Regions from separate parts of the Sus scrofa genome. Here region 2 is linked to region 1. A link is a contact called in public Hi-C data. All regions are on one chromosome and are shown on one strand. The core of a region is the stretch at or near the end of the contact, and the rest is flanking DNA. Distances in the headings are between cores, read along the strand shown.

What was found. A called contact is a pair of places that touch in the nucleus more often than the background predicts.
Region 2: a contact with region 1 is called in a Hi-C map of omental adipose tissue, with 2.7 times the contacts expected there. The contact joins the promoter of NDUFA6 here to the enhancer-like site in region 1. A contact is called at or near these places in 15 of 47 Hi-C or Micro-C datasets (adipose tissue, blood, differentiating spermatogonia and 7 more) and 1 of 2 datasets of contacts at active chromatin or transcription factors (alveolar macrophages).

What each region holds. Positions count from the first base shown.
Region 1 is chr5:6,501,204-6,507,695 of Sscrofa11.1, reverse strand. The region is part of intron 4 of TCF20 (transcription factor 20); the gene reads right to left. Among named protein-coding and RNA genes, the nearest start is that of CYP2D25, 35 kb to the left of the region's middle. Within about 2 kb of position 3,890, at least 6 of the 83 cell types and tissues checked have an H3K27ac peak or open chromatin away from gene starts, as enhancers often do. A contact at or near this core is called in omental adipose tissue, where this site is marked.
Region 2 is chr5:6,559,622-6,566,113 of Sscrofa11.1, reverse strand. It overlaps NDUFA6 (NADH:ubiquinone oxidoreductase subunit A6), which reads right to left and starts at 4,040. Exons shown (of 3, transcript NM_001185178.1): 1 at 3,885-4,040; 2 at 546-661. The coding sequence starts at 4,023.

The DNA.
Region 1 (6,492 bases), core at 2,641-5,140:
GTGGCTGCCGGCCTACACACCACAGTCACAGCAACTTGGGAACCAAGCCACACGTGTGACCTACACCACAGCTCACAGCAATGCCGGATCCTTAACCCACTGAGCAATGCCAGGGATTGAACATGCGTCCTCATGGATACTAGTCAGGTTTGTTGCCAGTGAGCCACAATGGGAACTCCCAAAATTCTTAAAAATAGAATGTTTTGGACTTCAAGCAAAATCTCAACAAGAATGATGAGGGAAGGGTTAAACATCAAATGACATTTTCTTAGCAACTAATGATAAACTAGAAACCCTTTCTGGAGCACACGAGTCTATACTACTTTGAATTAAACTGATTATTCTCTATTGCTTCAGAATGATGATTCTATTATTAAGAATTCTCATAAGATATTAGGTAGAGACTATGGTTTTTTTTAAATCAAAGTGACCCCAAGACATAACTTACAGCCTGCTTTTTTTTGGTCCTTTTTTAGGTCTGCACCCTTGACATATGGAGGGAGGTTCCCAGGCTAGGCGTTGAATCAGAGATGTAGCCGCTGGCCTACACCGCACCCACGGCAACGCCAGATCTGAGCCTCATCTGTGACCTACACCATAGCTCATGGCAACGCTGGATCCTTAACCCACTGAGCGAGGCCAGGGATCGAACCCGTGACCTCAAGGTTACTAGTTGGGTTTGTTAATCACCGAGCCACAGCAAGAACTCCAGAACTTGCTTTAAAAAATAAATCTCTAACAACCCAAATGAAAAATGGGCAAAAGACCTGAATAGACACATTTCTCCAAAGATATACAGATGGCCAACAGGCACATGGAAAAATGTTCAACACCACTGATTACTAGAAAAATGCAAATCAAAACTACTATAAGGTACCACCTCACACCAGCCTGGCCATCATTAATAAGCCCACAAATAACAAATGCTGGAGAGGGTGTGGAGAAAAGGGAACCCTCTTGGCACCACTGGTGGGAATATAAATTGGCACAACCACTATGGAAAACAGTATGGAGGTACCTTAGAAAACTATATATAAAACTACCAATCCCACTTGGCATATATATCCTGACAAAACTTTCCTTGAAAAAAGACACATGCACCTGTATGTTCATTGCACCACTATTCACAACAGTCAAGACATGGAAACAACCTAAATGTCCATTGACAGATGAATGGATTAAGAAGACGTGGTATATATACACAATGGAAGGCTACTCAGCCATAAAAAGAATAATGCCATTTGCAGCAACATGGATGGACTAGAGGTTCTCATACTGAGTGAGAAACACCATAGGATATCGCTTATATCTGGAATCTAATATACAGCACAAATGAACCTTTCCACAGGAAAGGGAATCATGGACATGGGGAGAGCAGACTTGTGGTTGCCAAGGGGGAGGGGGAGGGAACAGGATGGACTGGCAATCTGGGGTTAACAGATGCCAACTATTGCCTTTGGAATGGATAAGCAAGGAGATCCTGCTGTATAGTACTGGGAACTATATCTAGTCACTTATGATAGAGCATCATACCGTGAGAAAAAAGAATGTATATATGTATGTGTGACTGGGTCACCTTGCTGTACAGGAGAAAACTGACAGAACACTGTAAACCAGCTATAATGGAAAAAAAATCATTAAAAATAAAAAAATTTTTTAAAGATAAAAAATAAAAATAAATCTCTGGGGAGTTCCCACTGTGGTGCCGTGAGTTAATGATCTGGCCTGTCTTTGTGGAGGGCTGGTTCGATCCCAGTCCTGGTGCAGTTGAACGCTACTGCAGCCGTGGTAAAGGCTGCAGCTCTGACTTCTTGCATTTAATCCGGGGAACTTCCATGTGCCTCAGGGGCAGCAGAAAAAAGAAAAAAGAAAAAAAAATTCTCTGCTAGCAAGCTCTTTTCCTTATCATTTTCTTTGCCTTTTCTTCTTCTTTTAACGGCCACATCTGTGGCATATGGGGGTTCCTGGGCCAGGGACTGAATCTGAGCCACAGCTGTGACCTACACCCAGGGGCAGTAATGACAGATCCTTTATCCACCACGCTGGGCCAGGGATCAAACCTGCACCTCTGAGGTGCAGCTGACCTTAGCTGCTGTGGTTGGATTCTTAACCTACTGTGCCACACTGGAACTCCTCATCATTTTCTTGTTTATCCAAAAGTGGAGGGAGAAAAAAAATCCAGGTAAAGACATGTTCTAGTTGGTTATTCCATCTCCTGGATTTCCCTTCCCTTTATTCAATGGGGTATCTTTTTCTTGGTTCCTGCCTCAAATACAGGCAGCCTAAAAAGAGAAAGATATGAAGAGAAAAACGGAGCAACAGCTGGGGTGGAGAGGAGGACCTGAATTCTTCATTGTGGCCGAGCCGTCCAGGGAGCCTTGGCAGGGCTGGCCCACAGGAGACTAGCCCGGCCCTGCCTCCACTCGGTGGCCGAGCTCGGGCCAGCTAGTTAATTTAAGCCTCAGTTGTCTCAACACTAAACTGGGGATAATACCCAGATGAGAAAAGAGGGGAGGGCTGGAGAATCTTTTAAGAAAATTGAGGAAAACAAACAAAACCCCTCCCCCAATCAACACCAAATGTGCTTGACAATGCAGGAAAAGAGTATTTTTTAAAATGACACATAGGGCATTCCTTCTGTATAAAAACAGAATTGAAGAAAAAGTCCCTAGGAGTTCCTGTCATGGCTCAGCAGTAGTGAACCCGCCTAGTATCCATAACGACTTGGGTTCGATCCCTGGCCTTGCTCAGTGGGTTAAGGATCCAGTGTTGCTGTGAGCTGTGCTGTGGGTCGCAGATGCAGTTTGGATCCCTGAGTTGCTGTGGCTGTGGTGTAGGCTGGCAGCTACAGCTCTGATTTGACCCCTGGCCTGGGAACTTCCATATGCCTTGGGTGCAGACCTAAAAAGAAACAACAACAACAACAACAACAAAAAACGTCCCAGCAGTGGTCCTGGGATGGCCTCAGGACAGCAGAGCCCTTTAGGCTTATCTGCAAGGCTACAGGAAGCAGGAGATACAGCAGGGCAGACCTCCCAGAGGAGCTGCTTTACAAAAATCTGCTACCAGCGAGCGCTGACACCCAGCAATGCTGCCACTTATGTGCATTCGCTTTAAACATTTATCTTTCTATTACAACATTTTTTACAGACCAGACACAGTATCTAATCACTCTTTTTTTTTTTTTTTAAACTGATGATAACATTCCCTAAACATGTACCAGTACTATTAGGTACTAGTAATTATTTCTACCAAGATGCCTACAAAGTTAAAGGTTTTAACTCACATATGGAATGAACTTCCAATGTGGATGTGGTGGACACAGACAGGGGACATTCACTGTGGGTTTTAAATGTTCTATAATCTCTACCTCTAATTCCCCTGGGTTTATAGTCTTCAGGTTCAGCAGTAACACATTTACAGAGGCAAAACAAAGCAATTTCCCACATAAAACGCATCCACTTGCTACAATTTAAGTTAAAACCAGCCCTCATTCCCCTCTTCTAGAACATTAAAGCATTTACAAAAAGACTTGGTTTAATCATTTTTCTCCTGAACTGCATATTGTTATGTTAATCCACGTGCTTCATAACTACTCCACTTAGGAGAATGTCAACACAGGCCTCACTAATAATGCTTCTTTGGCTTAACCAGACGTTGATTTTTTTTTCCTGAAACACACTTCATTGTTTTATCTAACCCACAGGTACATATGCTACATTAAAATATTTCTAATCAGAGGATTTCTTGTACAGTTGGAGAAGAAAGCTGTAACTCTGTTGAGAACATTATGTATTTTGTCTAAGGGGAGTTTCTACATGTTAGGCAGAAAGGGATGTGTGCCCTTTAAGAAGTTAGAAAGGAGGTTTAAGGCAGTAATTAGCACTGAATAGCAGCCGGGAACCTGAGAAAGGCCAGCCCAGCAGGAGGAGGAGCCCGGAGGCTACCCTCTAAGAAGAAAGCGAAGGGCCTTTTCTCTCAGAGAAATGCTTAGAGACAGAGTTTAAAACACGGAATTTAAGTTGCACAAGACTGCGTACTTGCTTATTTTTTACCCTCTGCTCAAACAGTGGATTGGCTTATAAGAAAGTGATTGCCCTTTGTGCTTTCTGAATCTAAAAAGGCATCTTTTTAAAGACATTACTTGCCAGCAAAGTGACTCTCAGTTATAACCTGCTCCCCAGGAGCTGGGTCTATGCATCCAGAAAGCCGCTCCTTCGCACGGTGGGCATATTCAAGGGTTTACAATTTCAGTGGCAGAAGTGATGAACCGACTGAACAGGCTTCCTTTAACAGCATCTCAAATCTGAGCAGCTTACACTGGAACTCCAATCTCCAAGGAAGTTCCAGATTCTTGGAAAGCTTTTTCCTTATTTTCACTGCCTCTCTTCCCACTTGCATTTGTTTTATCTGTTCTTAAGAGGGCAGATGTGCTTCCACCCAACCCATGCCCCACCTCCCCAATGGAAACAAATGAATGACTATCCTAGCGGAGATCTTGTCAGGCAAAGCCCACCGTTCCTGAAAGCAGCAAGTTCTTCAAGGGCAGAGACAGCCTGAAAAGGGACAGACACTTTTACACGGGGAGGGGGGGGGGGGAGAGTTCTGGCAGAAAGGAACTTTAAAAAAATGAGTCACTTTGCTGTACAAAGAAATTGGCACAACACTGTAAATCAACTATATTTTAATAGTAGTAATAATAGTAATAAACCAAGGGTATCTTGGCATATTTAAGCTACTGCCAATGCAAATATCCATAGGGTCACTGGTCCCCACACCCTAAAGTCAGTGGGCTTTTTGAGGCCACTTAATGAAGTGAGAGTGTGTGAGACTCCTCACAGGGCATTTCAGGTCCCTCACATGCCTTTCCTTCGCAGAAACCTTGCACTGGAAGGAAAATCTGGGTCCAAACCTAGAATGCAAACTTTAGTACCAAAGGAGTTGACTAGCTAACACTTGGGTTTTCAGAGTTGATTTTAGTCTGTCTCCTGCCCTGGCATCACCTGCAGGGCCGTCACCCAGAAGACGAACATGCGACATCCCAAGTGTTTCTTACCACTCACAGGTTAAGAAGTTAGGCTGAGAGAGGCTAAACTGACTTGTCTACCGCTACAATTCTCTAAGAGGCCGATCTCTATGAATACTTGGATGAAGGATAAGATGAGATCTACGAGGTTCTATGGTCATTACTCTTCTCAACAATCTCTTTGATTGTCTTCCCAACAAAGACTGTCTGTTGGGAAAATCCAGGAGCCTCTGTTGCACTCCTTCTGGTCCTTGTTCTCTGGGCAGCCTGATCAGTGCACCGTGTTAATGGGAAGAAAGGTGGTTCCGTCAATACATATGGGCTTTCTTTCATGAGTGAGATTACAAAGAAGCAACAGAGGATGGGGTCTCAGAATTCCTAAGTCAAATTAAGGGGGTAAAGGCAACAACTGGTGTTTGCTGGTGGCCTCAGCATGTGTGTATGTGTGGCTGGATGTTTCCTGGGCTTCTGAGAATTAACTGGGAAGGGTTTGAATGGAGTCTCAGGAGCTGAGCAATGAGCTCATGCTGGCATATTAACCTTAAATGTAACTCTCTTTTTCCCAAAGTGGGGGTGGGGTGAGTGGTCACCGAGAACGGAATCCCCCTGCCTGAGAGGCAGCATCCCTGGATGCAACTGGCTTTAATGACGAAAAGGCCTGGGCTCTGCACAGCCTCGCCTGCCAGGAGCAGCAGCAGCAATGTATAAAAGATGCCACCCACAACCTCTGCAATTGTTCTTCAGTCCCTACTGTGGATGCTCAGCCTACACCCCACCCCCACCCCCCGCCCCGGCCTCATGTCACAGCAGAGGAGCAGGTCTCTTGGAGAGTAGCTGGCCCACTGTGAGTGTGCAAACACTGTCCACCTGTGAGGGATGAGGGGACAGAGGCAGTGACACTAAGAAAGCCAGGAAGGGGCTGCTCAGAGTAGAGAATTAAGAGTGTGCTCCTGACGGACTGAGTTTCAAGGGCACAATGGAAGGGCTTGGGAAAGCAGGAAGACATGGACCTTGACATGTGTACCTACTTCTCCTGCCACTCGCTTGTCAGATTCCCCATCCCTCTGAACTTCTGGCAGGTCTGGGTGCACCATGACTCTGGGTAGCTCAAGCCTCTACAGCCTTCCTGACTTGCCTTTCCCCTTGCCCAAGTCAGGTGCAGCTTCTCAGTGCTTACACAGACCCCACGCCCTCGTGGCACTTACACAACATGCTGATCTAAGGAAGCCAAACTACATCTGCTCTTAGCTGCAAGAAACTATCCATCTGAAGTTCCTTAATTTAGAAGACATACAGATGGCCAAAAAACACATGAAAAGATGCTCAACACCACTAATTATTGGAGAAATGCAAATCAAAACTACAGTGAGGTACCACCTCACACCAGTCAGAATGGCCATCATCAAAAAGTCTACAAACAATAAATGCTGGAGAGGGTGTGGAGAAAAAGGAACCCTATTACCCTG
Region 2 (6,492 bases), core at 2,791-5,290, 58 kb before region 1:
GACAGAATCAGGCCCAGGAAGGCACTCCATTTACACAGGACTCAGCCAGCTTGCCTAACCTGGCTGTAAACTGGCAACCAGGTGAAGCAGTTAACTTCCAGGGATGAGGTTCAAGAAGAGTTCAAACTTCCTTCCGTTTGTTGTTGGTTTTATTTATGTATTCATTTATTTTTGGCTGTGCCTGCAGCCTCTGGAAGTCCTCAGGCCAGGGATCGAACCCGACCCACAGCACTGACCCAAGCTGCTGCAGTGACAATGCCACATCCTTAACTTGCTGTGCCACAAGGGAACTCCTGTTTTTTCGTCTTAAAATGCAAGCCCCAGTGGATTTTCCCTTGAACAATCTTATAATTTACATAAATATAAATATAATATTTAACCAGGTGAGAACCTCTAAGTTCAGCTGTTCCTTTGAAACATTAAGTAACCGTTACTGACTCAGTAGTTGCTTTTAAACTTGGGAGACAAAAATGTTCACCTAAGAAGAGTGAGAAGCTCTGTACAAGTCGGCTGCTCTTTTAAATCAGTCAGGGAGAGTCAGTTACCTTAATGACCAGAAGATCAACCACCCTGGGGTCTGTGACGTGGGCATTCTTCATAAACATTTCTCGGACTTTATCTCGTCCCTGTTTCACAGAGATGTCTAGCTGGAATAAATGCACTAGAAAGAAAACATGATTCAGGGTAGAGAGGGTTAAAATGTGTTTTAAGAAAATTGAGTCAATGGCTAGTCATTGAACGCGTAAGTTGCCCATTCATTCCACTCACCAAATACTAGCCTGACCCTGAGTTAGGTGATTGAGGATGTGAAGAACTGTGATACGGCACTTGCTCTCAGAGCTTGCATTCTGTTTGGGGAGACAAGCTCACTGCTTTTGAAGAGGCAAGATAGCACAGTTCAAGAGTATGAACAAGCTGGGTTCAAATCCCAGCTCTGTCACTTATCAGCTATATGATCCTGTGTACGTTAACTTTTCCATGCCTCAGTGTATTTATCTGTGAATGAAATGAGGACGAGAGCAGCATATGTAACTCCAGAGCTGATGTGATGAGTCAATGAGAGAAGGCAAGATGCTCAGAACAGTGCCCCGGATAGAATAAGCTCTCAATAAATGCTGGCATTTTTACTGCATGGAACAACTGGCACAAGATGACAGGGTTGAAATTAACGTACAATGATAGGTGTAGGCTTGTGCACCACACAGACCTAAGAGTTGAGGGAGACTGCTGCGTGTGCAGGTAAGGAAAGGCATCAATCTAGCAGGCAGTGACTGCTATATTAGGTTACTTGGGGGAAAGAGAGAAGTTTAAGGGGTAGCTCCTGCTCTCTAGGTCTTAAATTCTAATTGCAGGGACAACAATTAGAATTTATGAATGCAATAATGAATGCAATTGTAAAATGTGATTGCAATGAATGCAAATGTAAAAATCACAGTGTTCAGGCGTTCCCGTCATTGTGCAGTGGAAATGAATCCGACTAGTATCACCAGGATGTGGGTTCGATTCCTGGCTTCACTCAGTGGGTCAAGGGATCCGGTGTTGCTGTGAGCTGTGGTAGAGGTTGCAGACGCAGTTCGGATCCCAAGTTGCTGTAGCTGTGGTGTAGGCCAGCAGCTGTAGCTCTAATTCGACCCCTAGCTTGAGAACTTCCATATGCACATGTACGGCCCTAAAAAGCAAAACCAAAACAAAACAAAACAAAAAAACCCCCGCAATATTCAGCAACCCCTGATTAAGTACTAAAATAGTGGCACAGACTCAGTGACTTGGGAGCTCAGATAAAGCCCATAGATGTTCTCTGAAAATTAGGTTTCGGTCATTTGTATTCTTATCCTCTGGCGGCTGGCCTTCGGTGGATTTGCTGGTGACAAGGACACGAACAGGGCCTTGAGTGGTAGGTAAAATAAGAAGAGAGGGGCACACGAGGCCCAGGCAACAGAATAAACAGGCTAGAATGGGCACCGAGGCTAGAATGGGCACCGAGGTTGAGGAGGCCTGGGGGCTCCCTTGGTGAGGAGACCTTGCGGTGTGGCCATTCCTGTGACGTCGCCACTCTGGTCTACAGAACTATCACGGCCAGCTCTGAAAAGCACAAGGGCTGTTTAGGGACAATTAAGTTTGAATCTTTGATTATACTCATAACTTAGTGATAGCAATAGAAAAATAAAGCTTCTGCTGAGGAAAAGATCAAGCCCGGCTGATCCAACCAAAGAATAAAAGCAACAGCAGAAATGTAACAGGAGAAACTCCGCCATCCCAGCTTCACGGGTGTTAACAGGGAGGGCAGAGGGTCACCCACACAAGAAAGAGCTCGGTGTCCAGTGGTGTGCTGGAGCAGGCTGCCTGGGGAGCCAGGCACACACGTCTCTTCCCAAATCTGCCTGCACTGACTTCACTTTGAGGGCTTAAAAATCCACCGCGGTGGGAGTATTTACATCACTGAAAATGGTAAACACTAAAAATCTAGGTTTTCAGCCACAGAGTTAGGTGCCAAACACCACAGTCAGTATCACGTTAGGAAGTCTGGAAAAGCAAACACAGGGACAAGAGGACAAAGACACACAAATCCATGCAAACTAACATGGATCCTGGATTTGAGAATCCTAGCACTAGAGCACTGTGGGGACTTGCCTGAGGTCAGACCACTGGTTCCTGGCAAACAGGGGCCAAGAATCCAGGTTGTTTATTGTTTTATAATGTACGATATTCTGCTCGTTTAAGGAAGGGAGCATGAAGAATCTCCCCCTGCTATCAGTGCTTACCTTTCCCGCATAGTCACATCAGATACCTGCCCAACCTTGGGAGAAACAACAAGGCACCTCCACGCCTACTAGGGAAGCTGGTGTCCACCCACTCCCGTTCCACGTGATGTCCTAAACCACACACCAGCTCACTGGGTGCATGCATCTTCTCCTCAGGAAAATGTTCACAGGCACAGATGCAAAGATGTGCTTACGATGTTAGTTTACGGACCCCTGAGTGCCCACCCTGCCCGGTTAAGAACCCGTGTCTCTAAAGAGAAAAATTCCATAGCTTTGTCCTAGGCGGCCTCCTCCTATCCCAGCCCCCTGAACACACCCCCTCCACCAGTGAGAAAGCCGGGGACAAAAATGTCCCTGACATGTGTATTGCCCCTGACAGTTTAGATGAGGTTTTCCCCAACTTTTCCTTCACTAGTTACACTGGGCAGCGCTAAGGGGGATGCCCCCCCGGCCCCCCGAAAAAGACAGTCTTTGAACCCAGGGAGCTTATACCTTAATCCTGCAGGTGGACAGACTGGTTCTCAGACACGTGATTCCTGGGGTTCTGAGGCAGCAGAGGGCAGGGGAAGGCGTTCTTAAGGAAAACTAGCCTGCAGAGCCAGGTAAAAAGACTTGGGAGACTGCGGAGGGTGGCCCTCTCACCTGGAGGGACGGCAAAAGGCACCACGTCTTACTGGATGACCTTGGGAAAGTCCCTTCCCTTCTCCGTAGGAAATGTGGGAAGACCACGATGGCTCAAATTCTACAGCCCTTTGGTTTATATAACCTAACGGGCGTCCGTAAATACATTCAGGTTTTCCAGAGTTCACCTGGGGGTTGACCTGGCCTGGCCTCTAGGTGCCTCGGTTGCCTCACCTATAAAATGAGTATGTCAGTGACAGCCGCTGCTCTCCCTCGCAGGGGCTCGGGAAGAAATACAGGGGGGCAAAGAGCGAGAGCGCTAGACGCGCGGTTCCGACGCAGAGCACGACTAGGCACGTGGGACCCTGCTGCCCTGAAGCACTCGGAGTCACCCCTGCCCAAGTTGGCCACCTCCGCCCGGCCCGGCAGAAACGGGAGGCCGGGGCGGCTGCGACCTTGGGCGGCTGCCTCCGGGTGCCCGCGTGCGGCGCTGCCTCTCACCAGTGTTCGGCACCTCCCGATACCAGGCGCGATAGAGCTCGCGCACCCTCCGCTTGGCCTCGTTCATGTCCCGACTGAAAATGGGCTTCACCGAGGTGCCGGCCGCCGCAGCCGCCCGGGGAAGTCCGCTCGCCGCCATCTTGCTAAATAAACCACAGCTCAACACCACCCCCTTTTCTACTCTTCAGGGCGGCCTGGGGACGCCTTTTTTTTTCTCATTGGCTAAAACCTGTATCCCCGCCCACAATCTTCGCTGGTGGGCGGGAGAATGGCTGTGGGGCTCTCTTATTGGCTGAGAAGCCTTGCTCTCTTGGTTGGAGACCGGCAGGCGCATGCTCACCTGCGGAATCGCGCTATCGGCCATTGGGGGTCCTAGCCGTCGCCCTGTTGTGCCGCCGGGGGGCGCTCGGGCCCAGGCTGATCTTTGGGCCGCGAGCTGGTGTCTCGCTGCTGTCAAGAGTCAGGCCGAGCGCTCGTGCTGGGCGGGTTGTGGAGCTTCGTCTATCAGCTCCCCGGGCTCCGGCCGTCGGCCCCAGGGGCCGCTGAGGCGGATAATAGCTTCTGTTCTGCCGTGGCGTTGGCCCAGCAGCTCTGCGGCTTTTCTGGAAAAAAAAAAAAAATTTCCTGTACACCTGCTCTCTCGAAGCGTGGTGTAGAGGTAGAGGTGAAAGCGCTCTCCTGGCCCTTTAGGTTCTCAGCGCTTCTCCACGCCCAGGAGGTAGGTCGTATCATCAGCCGCATTTAGACGGGGACGTTTTCATCCCAAACTCTGCATCTCTGTGACAAATAGCCCAGAATTTTGGAGCTGGACCGAACCTTAGGTCGTCCACTGGGGATAGCCCTTTTGCCTGGCATTCTTCTCCTGAGGTTACCTCTGAACATCAAGGGGAACCTGGAAGGGTAAAGGGAAAAGTAACAGCTGACAGCCTGTCAGGCCGTGCACAGGTGTTCTGCTTGGTCTTTGTCAGCCTCCCAGATCAGGGAGGGTCTGCTGGCCTCCCATCTTCAGGTGAGAAACTGAGGTGGTGCCAGACGTCTCGGTCACTGGCCATCTCCGACTGCGCCCCTGCCTTAACACTTGCCTGGAGTCCATGGGTCTTTTCTGAAAGTGCAGCTGGACAGACACCTTGTAAGTGTTGGGAAGGAGTTGGGGTCAGGGCTCAACTGGGACCCCAGCCAGCATGGGGGATGGACCTGCATCTAGCCCAGTCTCTCCCCCCCCCCATTTTTAATGTCTTTTTGCCTTTTCTAGGGCTGCTCCCACGGCATATGGAGGTTCCCAGGCTAGGGGTCGAATCGGAGCTGTAGACGCCGGCCTACGCCAGAGCCACAGCAACGCTGGATCCGAGCTGCGTCTGGGACCTACACCACAGCTCACGCAACGCCAGATCCTTATCCCACTAAGCAAGGCCAGGGATCGAACCCACAACCTCATGGTTCCTAGTTGGATTCGTTAACCACTGAGCCACGACGGGAACTCCTTTCTTTCCTTTTTTAGCAGACTCATGGCCTATGGAGTTCCCGGGCCAGGGGCCAGATCTGAGCTCCAGTTGTGACCTGAGCTGCAGCTGCAGCAACACCAGATCCTTAACCCACTGTGCCAGGCTAGGGATGGAACCTGTGTCCCAGTGCTTCCAAGACGCCACCGATCGCATTGCACCACAGCAGGAACTCCAGTTTTTCCCATTTTATTTGTATTTATTTATATTTATTTATTTACTTACTTACTTACTTTTTAGGGCTGCACTCTCAGCATATGGAAATTCTCGGGTTAGGTGTCCAGTCACAGCCACAGCAACGCCAGATCTGAGCCACGTCTGCCACCTAACCACAGCTCACGGCATCGCCCTATCCTTAAACCACTGAGTGGGGCCAGGGATCAAACCCTCGTCCTCGTGGATATTAGTCAGGTTCGTTACCGATGAGCCACAATGGGAATTCTCCAGTCTTTCCCATTTTAAAGGGTAAAAAAATTGGATTGTTTTCCTCCGTATTATTTTTTTAAATGTGTTTGTATGCTTAACTCAATTATGGGTTAAAAGAAGGCGTGTAGCATGTAGTATATGTAAGTTACAAAACATAATATAATGGAAACTTGAACTTCAGTAGCTGCCTCAGGAAGTTTTAGTACAGTTAAGTTTATATAAATTGTCCCATGCTCCTTGTAACCACTGTTTTACATTCTCCAGGCACATTAACTTGTTTAGGCCTCACAACACACCTGTGAGATAAGCATTGTTATACCCACTTTACAGATGAGAAAACTGAGGTAGAGCAGCTAAGTTACATGACAATATTGGATTGAGACCCAGATAGCTGGCTTCAGAGTCTGTGCTCTACCTCTGATGTCTACCTGTGTGATTCTAGCCAGGTTCATGCTCCTGCCTCCTCTAGGAGTAGCTGCCATTATGAATTTAATGTTGTTGTTTGGCTTTGCCTGAAGCATGCGGAAGTTCTGGGGTCATGGACTGAACCCAAGCCACAGCAGTGACAGCACCAAATCCATAACCACAGGGCCGTCAGGGAACTCGATGTAAATTCATGTGTTTAATATTATTATTCATTGGAAAAATAAGTGTCTCTAAAACAACTCACGAACTGGGAGACA